Regions from separate parts of the Zea mays genome. Here region 2 is linked to region 1. Evidence: chromatin contacts called from public Hi-C data. All regions are on one chromosome and are shown on one strand. The core of a region is the stretch at or near the end of the contact, and the rest is flanking DNA. Distances in the headings are between cores, read along the strand shown. Region 1 holds the start of LOC542469 (30S ribosomal protein S17, chloroplastic-like). Region 2 holds the start of LOC100273738 (MYB transcription factor).

Region 1 (3,868 bases), core at 1,174-3,673:
GTCATCCTCGCCACCGTCAGGGTAGCTTTTTGTGCCGACCTGCCTTTAATTCTCTTCGCAAACACACACACTTACCTTTTTGTTTAAGCAAGAGCGTATGGTGGTGCGTGTCTGATGACTAACGATGTACGAGGAAATTTCTTCCAGCATGTGTGGAACGTGCTCTCCAATGATGAGAACATACAAATCGTGGCATATATCGAAGTCTGCATGATACTGATGGTTGCAATGTAGTGGTGAAACAACTAGATTAAAATAACAAAATTTATGTATAACTAGGATCACAAATTGATTATGAAACATTTTCTCATAACAATAGAAATACATTTTATATATAAGTTATCATAGTATACTGGTATTATATATTACCGTTGCAACGCACGGGCACTCAGCTAGTAAACTTAGAATTTGCTAAAATTTTATCACGCACATGTTACTTTTATTGTCAATCAAGACTTTTTCATCAATGCTAGTCATTTAACTTAATATATATTGAACTTAGGGAATTGCTCCCCTAGATCTAAGGATTTCTCCCCCACATTCTTACCAACATATTCTACGCATAATCTTACTTGGCCCGACATAATGTATATTCTACGCATAATCTTACTTTGCTTACATGGTACAAGCAAAGAACTTACTGTCACATAGCAGTGGGGAATAGGGATATTGCAACTTCAATATCTCATGAATCACAATTATTTGAGTTTCATGGTATTAGCACCATGTAAAAACTTAGTGCTTCTTCCATCACTGTTGGGTAGAAAATGAAGAACTTAACAAATATACAAAAAAACCTTTTATGAACAACACCTTGACATAAACGTTGATCGAAATATATCGATGTGCTATATCTTATGCTTATAGAAGGCTGACATTCAATTAAGGCACTTATTCAATTCCAACAATAACACTTCAACTTTAAAAATCACTTAAACATAATCATAAATGCTTAAGACAATATGACTTGACGCCTGCAATAGTCAATCATAGACACATGGCTATAAACAATGTTGGTCAATATATAGCCATGATCCATTATCTTAATGAAAAAGTTATCAAGTCTCAAGCAAAAGTGACATTATCAGAGTCAATGCTTAGATGATCACCATCTTAACTTAATGGCAGAAGCATACAACAGAGAAACTTATTTCTCAACTCAGTCATAAGAAGTACTGAAACATTACTTAATGCTTAATTACTTACTAACATGAAGTCACTTATGGCCAGTTTGACATAAGTGAAAACTTATCTTCTTATGCCCAAAGAATGGGCTCTTTTGACATAACATGCCATTTGTGGGTAAAGGTTCATGGTAAATCATGGCTATAAAGAACTTCGGTTCAAATACAACGATGAAAAACACATCAATGTTACTGATTAAAACGAAGAGACCCTTAATGTTGAGTGCTTGCTTGGATTTGTACCCACATGAGTTCTTCTACACAACGAAACAAATGGCTCGTGGCTAGATATTGGACTGGCTGGATGGCCCACATCTCACCAACGAACACATTTATGGATTGGGGGTGAAATGAACATGCCCTTAATAAGATACAGGTCATTTATTTATTTGGGTTTACCCTAAACCCTAACACATGCATCTTTAGCGATTAACCGATTTCTCAAAAAATATAAATTAAGTATATTAGGCAAAATAAGCATTTCAATAGAACACACGACATCAGAATGGGAATATGCAGCTATATCCATGGATCAGTTCCAACAAGGGCAACAGCTATTTCGGATGAAATTGGGCTAAAGCCTTTGATCGAAAAGAAAAAGGAAATAGTCTGACAAAAACACACATGGATTCGCATTTGGAATTGGGAAGCAGCACCTCTGATGGAGAGGAGCTTACGACGAAGCCATAGACAGGCAGCAATCAATCACAATCAATCACTCTCGCGAGGACGGCTCCTGGTCGTCGTCGGACTGGAGCGGCGGTAGGAGCTGAGACTTGCGGCGAGTGTCGCGGGGCGGGAGCGGGATGGCGAGGAAGTGCTTGGTCTTGGAGATGGGACGGGAGGGTTGGAGCTCGACGACGTCGCCGACCTTGAACTGGTTGTCGGGGTCGTGCGCCTGGTACTTCTTCTTGATGCGCTCCCGGCGCTTGTACTTGGGGTGTGGAGCCAGGCGCACCACCTCCACCCCGACCGTCTTGTCCGCCTTGGTCGTCACCACCCGCCCCGTCAGCTGCCTGGCCGCCTCGATCCGCAGCGCCGGGCGAGCGCCATGGGAGCTGAGCGGCGGCGGCGGCGGCGACACGGACACGAAGGGGGAGCTCAGGAGCAGCATCCTTGCCTTCTCCTGTCTCGGGATGGGAATGGGGATAGAAGGATAGATAGACCGATAAGGTTAGTTTGTTTGTGTTGTGTTGGGGTTATATTGTAGCGCTCTGGTGCCGGCGTTTCCTTTGTTCTGTTGGTCTCTCTCGCTCGCGTTTGGACCATCTGTTTTTTTCTACTCCTATATTTATGTTAGTAACGTAGACATCCACTTTTCGCTATGGTGCACGGTTCTGCCGTGATTCTGCTGTCGCGCGCGCTCCCCCTGCCTCCCTCCGTAAACCGTGCTCATCCTCCGCAGCAGCGCGACGAATCCCGCCCGCACTCCCGCAGCGACGAATCCCGCCCGCAGCTGCAGCCCCGCCTCCGCAGCAGCGCGACGAATCCCGCTCGCAGATCCCGCCCGCACCGACGAATCCCGCCCGCAGCTCCCGCAGCGACGAATCCCGCCCGCGGAGGCTCCCTTCCATCCTCGAATCGAGCAGCAGAGGATTCCTTCCATCCAAAAATCAAGCAGTCGCGGCTTCCTTCTATGGCGCCCCTTCCATCGACGGCTAGCCCCGCAGCGACTCCCTCTAATGGCGTTGGCAAATCTTCCATCCGGATGGCGTTGATTGCGGGGGAATCCTCTCCCTCAAGGGAACGTATCTGGTGCTCAAAGGGGTACGGTGCTCATGTGCACATTTTAAATCTGGTGCATCCATCTTACATCTAACAGCAGCACCAATTTTGTGAAGCACCCCTTCCACCTTCCTCCCCTGGTGGAAGGGGTTCTTCGTAAAATTAGCTGGTGCCGTTGAATGCAAGATGGATGCACCAGATTTAAAATGTGCACATGAGCACTAGATACGTTCCCCTCCCTCAAAGATCTCAGGCCACCGCTTCTATTTTTGCCTACCTGCCTCCGCTCCCCCTCACTCTGCACACCACATCTGCCCCTTCCTCTCTCCGCGCGCACTCTGTGTCCGTGCACATCGGAGGTGTGCCGCTGCCGGCTACGAAGAAGGAGCCCCCGCTACAAAGAAGGTACGTCCAATCCCTTCTAATAAATCTGAAATTATTGTCCAAGTCAAGAGCAACTGCATAACCTAGAAATTTAATTGTGCCTGGTTCTACTGAAATTATTCTTTTGGAGTTTGAGCCTGTGAACAGCATGTCGCTCTTGACTCTGTGAACGAGCAGTAGATAGTTCTTTTTGATTGGGGTCACTTTGATTGCAAAAGTCATCTAGCGACACTTTTGAACGAGCAGTAGAACAGCTTGGTAATTTGCGAAGTTTAACAGGATTTTTTTGGCTGAGCTTGCATGTTTCTGTTCTTGGCCATGCCCCATGCTATGAGCAGAACAACTTGGAGTTTATAAAATTTAGATATGTATGAGGGGGCATCCAGACTGCAAGAACAATTACACTATCTAAATTTTCGGCATTGGTTGTTTTAGCAAGTACACTTGTTTATTTAGTTAAGTAAGATAGCAGCCTTGCTGATTAAAAATAAAGTTGTGAACTTTCATCTGTTGCTATAATTTCAGAATTATAGGGAAAACCATTAATCAGCTACCAAGGCTGATTTAAAAAGGTT
Region 2 (3,638 bases), core at 40-2,539, 320 kb before region 1:
TACGATGCTGCTCATGAGCACCGCAGCAACCATACCCACATTTGTCTGGCACCTCAGCAGCAAAGCATATAGGATCAACAAACTTGAATACCTCGCTTTCAGGAGTCGAGACTTTATGAGTTGAGTCAAACATGACGACAGCACCTGGCATTTCTTGTTGGGTAGGTTCCGTGTGTCCTAGATAATATGGTCTGAAAGCACCAATCTTTGCCGCTGGTCGGGACAGGTATGGTGGATCAACGACTTGAGTAATAGAACAATGATCTGTGATGTGCCTTGCCCGAGGAGAAGTATCTGGAGCTGTTTGCACAGGATCATCCTTTACATCCATAGCGGTGAAGGAATTAAGATCGTTTAAAGGCCAAGGTTCTTCTGAAACTTCCCTGGACACCTTTGGGATACTTCGCTCCACAGAACCACCATGCTTGCATTGGCCATCATTGCAGTAGCGACGCCTCAGGGTGGAATTCCAGTGATTCTTGATGGCATTGTCTGTTCTCCCATCCAAAAGCTTTGCGATAGATGCCCACTTGTTCCCATGGACAGCATGAGCTGCCATTATAATGCGGTCCTCCTCTTCTGCAGCCAAAGCCAAAGGTAACAAAAAAAAGCAAGACATATACGCATATAAGATCCGCATGAATGACAGAATGCATCAAATCCATATAGGTAACCAGAGATCAACATATCACATAGATACTGCATATGTGAGGCCAAGCTTAGGTTTTGATACATTTATCATGGGCTCAAAATAGCAATGTAAGTAAAGATTGAAAAGGGCGGTACCAGTGAAAGGCTTGCGCTTGACTTGGGGGTCGAGCTGATTGCACCAGCGCAGGCGGCAGGACTTGCCGGAGCGGCCCGGGATGCCACGCGCGATCAGCGTCCAGTTCCGCGCCCCGAACTTCTCCACGAGGTTGCTCAGCACCGCGTCCTCCTCTGGGGACCACGGCCCCCTCACCCGCTCTTCTATCGTCGCGTTAGCCGCCGCCGCAGCAGAAGCAGATGCCGCGGCGTCCCCACCAACAGGAGCACCGGAGGCAGTGATCCCGTCGTCCCCTTCACCAGAAGGAGGAGGCGACAGGTGGTTTGGTTGGGGTTGGAGCAGGACCTCGGTTAGGGTTTGCGTCTCGTCGGCCACCCAGAGAGAATTGGAACTGGCCGCGTCGGCGGCGGCGTTCGGATCCGATTGCAGCTGCGGCTGCGGCGTCGTCGTCGGAGAAACAGCGGTTTCGGCGGCCGACATGGTGCGATGGGCACTTTGGTCTCTGCCGCTAGATGGTAGAGCGATGTTCCGGAGGAGTGCTGCTTCATTTCGGCGAAGGTGACATGTAGGTCCCACTGGTCAATCGTTTCTCTTTCCTGGACAATCTTTTTTATCAGTGCTGCTTGAAGCCCTGTTTCTCTGAGTAAATTGATTCATATCTCAAGTACGAACAAATCAATATCTAGATTTGTAATGGTCTATTAGATTATTCGAAAAAATCTCCTTGCATCTACTATATTCATTTCGTCTCTAATCCAATATTGAGTTTCTGCACTTAAATGTTTAAATATTTTTTTTATGAAGGGGCAGAGCCCCTATTTCATTAGGAAATAGGATAAATGACATTACAATCCGAAACGATGAGATATAACCCATCACCAAAAGAGCACCTAGTGGAACTAACTCCTACATACTATCATGCTAGATAAGCAAGGATCATCCTCCACTAACATCAGTCCAGGCGAAACCATAGTTTTTAAGCAGAGCTTATATACAACGGCGACGGGCCAGTGAGCAGCTACAAGCTAACACGCCAGATAAACCTAGATGACCAAAATGATATTCAAGCACTTGAGCGGCAGCCAACTACAGACATGCACCCAAAGTACCCTTCAACCAGAAATACGACGGTCTCTCGGACACCACACAAACGACCTACTCATTACTTCACTTGCTATCTTTATGATTAGTCGGCTTTCTTGGATCACCATCCTTTTTTTCCTACTCTCTCTAACGAATAGCCCAAGAATCCAGCCAAAAGCAAAAGCAAATATGTGTAACAAATGTTATAATTAGTATGATATCAGGACAACCACCGACCATTGTGTAACTACTCCACTTGATAAAAAAAGTAGTATAATATTTTGTCTAACAATACTAACGTGTTCTAAAATTGCTAGTCAATTTATTCAAAGATGGAATAAGTATATTTACATAGAGAGTGTGTCTTTTCTACTACAAGGCTTAGGCCTATGCAAAATAAACCGAAACCGAATTAATCCTTAGAAATTTCGGTTCTATGTTTGAGAAAACCAAAATCATCAAAATAATTTAGGTTCTAGACCTCAGAAAACTGAATTAACCGAAAAACAAAACTGAAAATCTATATATTAACCGTGGGAGCAAAACTCTCTCCACGTTAGTCCACGTCGTCCCTTTCTTCGTCAGTCATACCATATGCATCAAACGTTCACGAGCCTGTTTCATTTACGGCGACACGGTCATACCATACGGGATCCTTCCAGAAAAAACCGACATAACTCCATCCTCAGCTATCGTCGTCGGCACTGGCGTAGGCTCTGCTCGACCAACACGGTCGTGTGGCCGTGCTTCGGCCTTCGGCAAATCAGCGGCGCATGCGCCAGCCCATAGCAGTCGTCCTGCCAGATCCTAGGCGCCAGCCGTCATCGCTCTCACCCAAGCCACAACCAAGAACCAACCTCAGTGCCCTCAAGTCATTGCGCCCAGCGGCAGCAGGTCCTCGCTCGCCATCACTGCCTCAAGCGTCGAACTCAATCCCGCGACGTTCCGCGTCTGAAAGGTCCGACCTCTAAGCTCTGGGTACCGAGACCGCCCACGAGTCGGCGCGGCGAGCATATGGATAAATGAGAGCCTTGCCAGGCACGCGGTCGACGAGAGGTAGGGGAGAGGACAAGAAGTGTGGAGTGTGGACAGTGGGGAGGGAGGGAAGAGAGTTTCACTAGGCGGAGGTACTGCCTTACTGGTATGGTGAGGCGGAGGACGGAGGCGGGCTGCGGTGCCAGCAGATTAAACAAAAACACGCAGACGCCAGCGCCACCGCTCCGTAGCCGCAGCCTCGCCCCGCTCAAGTCTCAATCCTCCAGTCTCGACTGGTACCCGTCTGCCACCACAGCAGCGTCCTCGCGGTCTCGTCTCGGTCGACCGGCTCTCTCTTCCGCCCATGCCCACGCCCACGCTCATGCCCACCACCCAGCAGTCTTAGGCCGCAGGCCCGCAGCCGCGCCGTGCGCCCTCGCCAAGGCCGTCGCATCGTACCAGCGGCAGCAAGTGCTCCACGGAAGCAAGATAAGTGCGGGCAATTTCGTGCCACAAACCGGTTGGATAGCGGGTTTGTTACCTCTTCGTTTTTCATCCATTATGTCATTCTTCTTCGTTATACCCGTTTAACTACAGCATCTTCTCACTAGAAATCAAACAGCTGCATTATATGTATAGGAATTTAGTTGGGGAATGGGGTACAACTGCAACGTGTCAGAGCTGGGTCCAAGGCCATTAATATATGATGCAGGATCTATCAATAATTTAAATTGACTTATTATGCAGGTTAAATTACGGGTGGTTTTAAAAAATAAAAATTGATTTATTCATTGTTTATGTTGGCTTTCAATCA

The links. Hi-C and Micro-C count contacts between places; a contact is called where the count stands out from the background.
Region 2: a contact with region 1 is called in a Hi-C map of ear, with 2.2 times the contacts expected there. The contact joins the promoter of LOC100273738 here to the promoter of LOC542469 in region 1. A contact is called at or near these places in 2 of 25 Hi-C or Micro-C datasets (bundle sheath and ear).

The regions. Positions count from the first base shown.
Region 1 is chr8:174,200,816-174,204,683 of Zm-B73-REFERENCE-NAM-5.0, reverse strand. It overlaps LOC542469 (30S ribosomal protein S17, chloroplastic-like), which reads right to left and starts at 2,423. Exons shown (of 1, transcript NM_001112024.4): 1 at 1,688-2,423. The coding sequence starts at 2,298. The coding sequence ends at 1,900. It overlaps LOC103636486 (a long non-coding RNA gene), which reads left to right and starts at 2,943. Exons shown (of 9, transcript XR_558042.3): 1 at 2,943-3,314.
Region 2 is chr8:174,519,448-174,523,085 of Zm-B73-REFERENCE-NAM-5.0, reverse strand. It overlaps LOC100273738 (MYB transcription factor), which reads right to left and starts at 1,289. Exons shown (of 2, transcript NM_001148147.2): 1 at 787-1,289; 2 at 1-579. The coding sequence starts at 1,246.